Linked DNA regions of Gossypium arboreum: region 1 is linked to region 2. A link is a contact called in public Hi-C data. All regions are on one chromosome and are shown on one strand. Each heading gives the region's core, a stretch centred on a gene start, on an enhancer-like site or on the middle of the called end of the contact. The rest is flanking DNA. Distances are from core to core; before and after follow the strand shown.

Region 1 (4,146 bases), core at 422-2,921, 130 kb after region 2:
CTTGTTCATTAAACAAAAAAGTTTAACTGACTCTTGAATTTCACCGTTCTGCAGATGTCCACTGATCATGGCTGTCCAAGATACAACATTTTGAGCTTCATGCATTGTTGAGAACAACTTGAATGCATCGTTGATTTCGCTACACTTACTGTAAGCCACCATAAGTGCAGTTTTGATTTTAGGGTCGAAATTAAAACCATCTTTCAAAACTCGACAATGAAGCTGCCTTGTAAAACCCAATTCCTTACGATTAGCACATAACTTAATAAGAGGAATAAAAGTCATTTGAGTAAACTTAACACCAGCAAGCCTCATATCGTAAAATGTTTCGAGAGCTGCGAAATCAAGCCCATTTGTTACAAAACCAGAAATCATACAATTCCATGTCACAGCATTCTTGGTTGCCATACCATCAAAAACAAGTCTAGCATCTTTACCCATCCCTGACCTCAAATACATACTAATCAAAGAATTGGACACAAAAGTTACTGTCTTGAAACCCAACTTTACAATCAAACAATGAACTTGAACACCCTTCTCTACCATCCCTTCAGACGCCAAAGCTCCAAGAACAGCCGCAAAGGTATATGGATTGGGTTTTATCCCTTCCATTTGCATTGTCAGAAACAATTCTAAAACTTCCTCATTCATTCCATTCTGTGCATAGCCTCCAAGCAATGAAGTCCAAGAAACCACATTTCTTTCCCCCATATGATCAAAAACTCTCCTACCATCTTCCACATTCTCTGTTTTCATATACATATCTAAAAGAGAAGTCCCTACACTGACATCCTCAAGTAACCCAAGTTTCAAGCATTGGCAATGAACTTGTCTTCCAGCTATGACATTAAACAAACATCCACAGACCTTCAAAACACAGGATAAGGTCGATCCATCGACTGGTAAACCAAAACTATGAATACCCAAAAAGAGATTTAGAGCTTCCTTGTTGTTGTTATTGCGAGAGTAGTCAAAAAGCAAACCGTTGCATTGGGCAAGGTCTGGTTGAGGACTTTTTTCAAACAGGTGAGGAGTGTGCCGTAAAGAAGCAGATTCAACACAAAGCTTTGGAGGTTGAGGGATCGACGCATTGGTTTGGAAAACGGAGAGAAATTTGTGGAATGGGTTGTTGAGAGTTTTGAGGAGTTGTTTTGCTTGATTTCTCGTAAGAGAGAGGCTTGACGTCATGCTAACCGAGGTTTTAATTCAAAATTGTTAAAAACCATACTACTATACTATACTGCACATATAGAGCAAATTAGACCCTAACGCCAAAATCAAAAGACTAAAAGTGAGGTTTGAATGGTAGAATTCATGGAAGGGCATTGGAGTTTCCAATGTTTAATACAGAAGGAAAAAAGGCAAAGAGTGTCATCAACCTATTTCTTTTTAATATTTATGTTGTCTTTAATGTTGATACCTATGTTCGTTCTCTATTCAGAATTTATAGTCAAGCACTTGTTGATTAATGAGATTGTTTATAGTTTAGATACACTAACATATCATATTGTCCACTTGTCGTAACTTCAAAATTATATGCTTGAAAAAAAGGGATGAAAACGTAAATCTTCGTTCGGTTACTTAGTGTGACATAGATATAAAATAAATAATAATTAGTACAAATTTAAATTTAAAACTAAAATGATAAGTAAAAATTCTTATAAAAAAATAATTTCTCTTTAAAATAAGCAAAAGAAAAAAAGTCATTATGTTTTTCCATAACAAGTCATGGGTGGCTAAAATATACTAAATGAAATTAGTGTACGTCAGCGTCTTAGCTTTAGGATAAAGCACTGATTAAATTTTTTTATACAATATCTGGGTTTTAATTAAATTCGATATTAAATTAGATCAAACTCTTAAATGAGAAGTAAAATTCTCTTTAAGGTTATTTAATTCTTCCACAATATTCTAATTCAAAACCTTATAAGAGACATCAAACTTCTTATCAATCAAGTCAACAATTACGTCTAATATATATATATATATATATATATATATATATATATATATATGAAAACACAAGTTTAAAAAATTGTTGAACTGATGAGAATACCTTTACTTTCCATTATATTATTAAATTTACGTTTAAAATAAAAATGTTGAAATAAAATAGAAGGTGTGATAATTATACATTTAAAATAATTATAATTTAATTGAAGTTGTGAAAGTTATTACATATTTAAAAATATTATAATTTAATTTATAATTATTAGTTAAAAATGTTGTATTAAATTTAAAATAGATCTCTAAGCATAAAATATTAAAAGTTTTATTATAATTATAATTATAATTATAATTATTAGTTAAAGATTTTTATGTAAAAAAGTTATGCTAATGTTATTGATGTAAATTGTAAAATAGAATTATTACTTAAATAAAATTCTAAACATATTAATTATCACTTAATAACATATTAGAATTAACTAGGTTAATCAACTATTATTTTGAATAATGTTATTTTACAATAATTACACAAAGTAAAACTATAATATAGGTTGAATATGTTAAAAATGCTTTAATTAAGATTTGAAAATTTTCTATTATAATATTTGAATTGATAAGTTAATATATTTTAAATATATTCAATAATTTAAATAAGAAATATTTTTACATTAATTACTACAATTAAAATATAATATTTAAAAATAAATTAAATATTAAAGCATAAAATCACATGTAATGCATGTGTCATTAGAAGCTAGTATATATAAAACATGAGTTTAAAAAACTTTTGAATCCACGAGAATACCCTTTATTTTCTACCATATTACTAAATTGAAATTTAAAATATTTATAATTTAATTTAGAATAATTAGTTATAACTCTATTAAAAATTAGTTGTGATAATTTATTGACCCTAAAATAAAGTTATAACTTGAATAAAAGCCTAATCTTAGTCATTATCAATAAGTCAAAATAACTGATAATTAAGGTTAAAATATTATTTTTAAAAATTCTAAATTATTTTTATTTTTATAATTAACTTATTTTTATTTTCATATTTATTAACATAACAAAATAAAGTTATAACTTGAATAGAAGTCTAAGTATATAAATAGAGATTGATTTTATATCAATGTTAGAGTTATATATCAATTAAAATTTAAGTTTAGATATATAAATAGCATTATTTGTAAATAGCATCTAAGAGAATGGAAATTGATATCATTATTAAGTTAAAAATATCTCAAAAAGAAATATTAGAATAACAATGACATCGAAGAGATATATAATATCATTTTAATTGATGATGACATTATATAATACATGAAGTTGTAAACGAATGAGAGGGAATTTTAAAAAGTAAAAAGATTTGTCATATAAGATTTCAATATTTAATTTTAATCATCATTATTACATGTTTTTATTGTTTTGATGTAAATATCTTTCATACTTATTATGAATAATTATTATAATTGATGCATGTTTGATGAGTGTTCAATTGAACCATTTGAGACATAAATTCTAACAAATTCAATTAATGACTCTAATTAACCCTTTAAAAAATAATTCTTGACAAATTGAAAGATGAAAAATGAAAGAAAACAAAAATAAGATGGATGATGAAAAGATTGTCCCTTTGAAGAATAAAGTTTCAATAAAAACAACAAATGATGATGGAAAACTAATGTTCTATGGAACCCTTTGAAGAATGATCTTCAACAAATTTTACGAATGGCTTTAACCAACCCCCTAAGGTTAAACCCTAGTAAATTGGAGGATGACGAGTTCTCTCACTACTTCAAAACCAACAAGAAAACCTACTTTAGAAAAATAAACGAAAAGAGAAATGTCACAAAGAGAATAAAACAAAAAGAGAAAACTCATAAAGAGAAATCTAACAAAGTGGAATAACTCAAAGAGTTGAAATTTGTTAATTAAGATCTATCTCTAATGAATAATGAAGATATCTTTATATATGTTAGCTAATTACATTAAGATAAAACTCAAAGTAATCTAAAGAAGAAGTAGTTTTAGTAGAACTAAACTTTCTTGTTCACTAATAAACATAAAACCCTAAACAACTTTACATACTTAAAAATATCTTATAAAATAATAAAATAATAAAACCTAATATATACAATATTGGACTCATATATAATAAAAATAAGCCTAAAATTGAACCCAATATAATTTAAACTC
Region 2 (3,857 bases), core at 22-2,521:
GTACTCTGACAGTAATCCCTTTTTTTATCATGACCAAACAAGGCCAATCTCCAGTTACCATTTGTTGATGGCTCGTTCTTGGTGAGACTTACTTGTCAAGCATCTGCCATGTCATTGTCCCCTTCATTCCATTGCCTCATCTTCTTGACCAACTTATTCCATTACTGACTTCTCTATTCTTCCATAGAACTGTCTTCACTCTTTTCACAATTCAGAATCCTCTAACAAAGGATCAATGCTATTATAACATTAACCATATGGTGTAATTTAACCTTTAAAATATATTATTTCATTATATAATACTTTCACATACTGTAATAATAGAACATAATATATTAATTATATTGTATATTATCGCTTTATTATTATACTAATTGAAATATGTGATAAGTCACTATACTTTTCATATATTAAAATTAATAATTTTATTATATTATACAATATTATATAATATCATATATAATATACATTAATATTTTATTTATAAGCATTAAGATTGGGTTAGGTAATGAATTGATTTGTCAATTAGATTTTAAATTTCAAAATATTTGAACCAAATTTACATTTAGATATAATATATATTTAAACCCAAAACTAAAACTAATATCAACCAAATCCAAACTAAATTTAAACTTTATTCAAATTCAACTTAAATAAAAATAAATTCATTCCAAATATAAATTAATATAAAGATAATAATAATAATATCAATGAAATTTTAATATTAATAAAATACTAAACATTAATAAATAAAAATTAATACTAAAACCTAAATTCTCAAATAGTTAAAATTAAATTTATTAGTAATATTATTAGTATCGCATAGTATATCATGTTTAATCATTTGTAATAAGTCAGATTATTAAATTAATATGTTATGTTACTGCATATTTTATATTATTATTAAATTTAAAGTTTATATATTTATTATAATCATATAATTTAAAATATTTTATATTCAATTAATACTTTTAAAACTTATGTCACTTTATAATTAACGTAAAAACTTATTATTAATTATTTTTGTTATTAATAAAATTGTAATATAAATATGTAATTGTTATAAACACATTTTCATAAAATAAATAATTATATGATTTTGTGAGCTCTAAAGATAAATAAAATAAGACAAAAAGAGTATAAAATTTTGATTAATATCATAATTAAAAACCTAATTCATACAAGTTTTTCAGCTGTGTATACCGAAGGTAAAATGCCCATTTTGAAGGATTTTTCTTAAATAGAGAAAGGCCCAAAAGATAGATTGATGGTGTAGTGGACGTGGGAATCAGATCTGTCATGATTGCAGCCCATGCATTTAAAGTTAGTAGCAAACTAGGGAATCCCAAACCCCAAAACTAAGGGAATATCTGTATATGTAAATAATAGTTTAAAATTAATAATCAAGCAAATAGCCTTTTTCTTTAAAAAAATAAACGAAATTTAATTAAGAATGGTTTTCTTATATATATATAACTAGTTAATTATGTTTGATATTAAATATATTTTAATTAATTATTTTAATTTAAAAATAATAATTGATTGTATTAAGTTTTTGGAAAAACATATTTAATTTTGTATAGTAATTTTAAAATATTTTAAACCTATTTTTTAATTATTAAAATAATATTTAATGTATTATTAATTTTGAAAAATATTTTGGAATTATGTTTTGGGAACAAAACTTATATAAAACAATTTTTAATCTAATTTTGAAAAAATATTAAAAGTGATGATGTAAAATAAAAATATTTTAAATTTATTTTTATAGAAAATATTAATATAAAAATGATTAAATTTTTGTTTTAAAATAATTTAAAAAATAAAAATGTTTTTAATTAGACTGTAAAGTAATTTATCGTGGGTCCTATCTAATTTTTAATTTTAAAATGATAATGTGTGAAAATATTAAAAGACTTAATACATAATTTTGTACTTAAGTTTGACACTTTTTTCTAATGTGATGCTTACATTATTTTTTGGTCCAATGGAATAGTTATATTTGCAAAAGTTATACATTTTGGTAACTGAAGCTAACAAGATATCTTTCTTGTGTTTAATTCAGGTTTTAGAGTTGATTTGATGAAAAATCATAATTAGCTAGTAATATTATCAATTAACTTTTATCAAATCGACCCTAAAATCCGAATTAAAACACTTTCATTGAATTGTATTTGACAAATTAGACAAATTCATAATGCAAAGTTAATGTCGAGTATATCTCATATTTCAGTCAAATTTGAGAGATAATCTTCCAGTTAAACTCTATTTATTTATTTTAGTTGAATTCGATTATTCTAGATTATTTTATTATTATTTGACCTATGAATTTAGCCTATAAATAAACTTTTTTAACCTTAGAAAATACACCTATTAAATATTAGAATTCATAACATTTTGAAGAATTTTGTATTTACGTTTGAAGATTTTTTGTTTTCAGGTTTTGGGGTTTAAGTTTTTATCTCCATTTTTTGTACTATTCGTTTTTTACTATTATAGTAAAATTATCTTTACCCGTAATTTTTTATCCTCTTTGGATGGTTTTTTCATGTTAAATATGTGTGTTCAATTTCTTAATTTCTTCCACTATTTTTTACTTGTTCGTTGCTTAATTGGGTAGATCCCCAACAGTTTATTCTATTAATAAAATCGTGAAAAATTTAAATATAATAATATTAGTAATTAACTTTCATCAAATCAATTCTAAAAGCGAATTAAATATAAAAAGTCAACATTGTTACCTTTGGATACCAAAATATATAATTTTGTCAAATCTAAGTACCACATTGGACAAAAACTAATACAAGTATCACATTAAAAAGTGTTAAACTCTAGTACTAAACCATATATTAAACTTATTAAAATGTAAATAACCTTGATTATAAAAATATGAAGAGTTTAATTATAATTTTTTAAAAAATTAAATAAACTTAATGTGGAAATATTGAAAAAAACCTTAAGCATTAAGATTGAATTAGAAGGAAAAATAAAAAAATATTAAAGGATTAATTATAAAATTTAAAAATATAAATAACCTTAATGTGAAAATGTTTTGAAAATCTTATTATGGATGATTAAAAGAATAAATTAAAATGACATAAACACTGATTAAAAAAGATTAATCCATAATACAAAAGTAAAAAAAAGTCATTAAAATACATAAAAATTCCTAATTATCGCATTAGAAATTTTTAACTCTTACCATATAAACACCATTCATTATATATTATAATTAATTGTGAGTTTTAATTATTATTTTAAATTTATAATTGATGAGATATTAAATAATGAGAGTTGCCGCATGTTAAAATTATAATTAGTCCACCTAAGCTTACTTTTTTATTTGCTTTGCATCCACTTAAATGGTGTAAAAGTTAAAATAGTTTTACATATTTTTATAATTTAAAATAGTTTTACATATTTTTCTAATTATTTATATGCTTAATATTTTAAAATTTTAATTGTTATATTTCATGGTTTATTCATGTAGATCATGCATGTCAAGTTTGATGTAAATTTAAAACTTCGACTATTTATTTTATGTAAAAATATCAATCGTTGAATATATATTAATAAATAGAAAGTATTTTAGATCAATATGATAGAGATATCGATTGATTCAAAATTTACATTTATTAAAAGTACAATTATATTGATAAATTCAATAGTTGGATCGTTAAAGTATTAATCATATAAATAGTTATAAAAGTGTGTAAAATTACTTTAATTTTTATACTGTGAGCTGATATTCCTATATATATATATTTTAAATTTCTTTGAAAATTTGGAATTGGAATTTATGATTTTAATTTTATATTTGAAAGAATAAAAATATTCAACATCCAATAATTTAAGGG

The links. Hi-C and Micro-C count contacts between places; a contact is called where the count stands out from the background.
Region 1: a contact with region 2 is called in a Hi-C map of leaf, with 2.0 times the contacts expected there. The contact joins the promoter of LOC108480885 here to the enhancer-like site in region 2. A contact is called at or near these places in 2 of 5 Hi-C or Micro-C datasets (both in leaf).

Annotation. Positions count from the first base shown.
Region 1 is chr7:85,203,462-85,207,607 of ASM2569848v2, forward strand. It overlaps LOC108480885 (pentatricopeptide repeat-containing protein At2g27610), which reads right to left and starts at 1,672. Exons shown (of 2, transcript XM_053030505.1): 1 at 1-1,672. The coding sequence starts at 1,188.
Region 2 is chr7:85,077,495-85,081,351 of ASM2569848v2, forward strand. No RefSeq gene overlaps it. Among protein-coding and RNA genes, the nearest start is that of LOC128295603, 35 kb to the left of the region's middle. Within about 2 kb of position 1,272, at least 1 of the 2 cell types and tissues checked has an H3K27ac peak or open chromatin away from gene starts, as enhancers often do. A contact at or near this core is called in leaf, where this site is marked.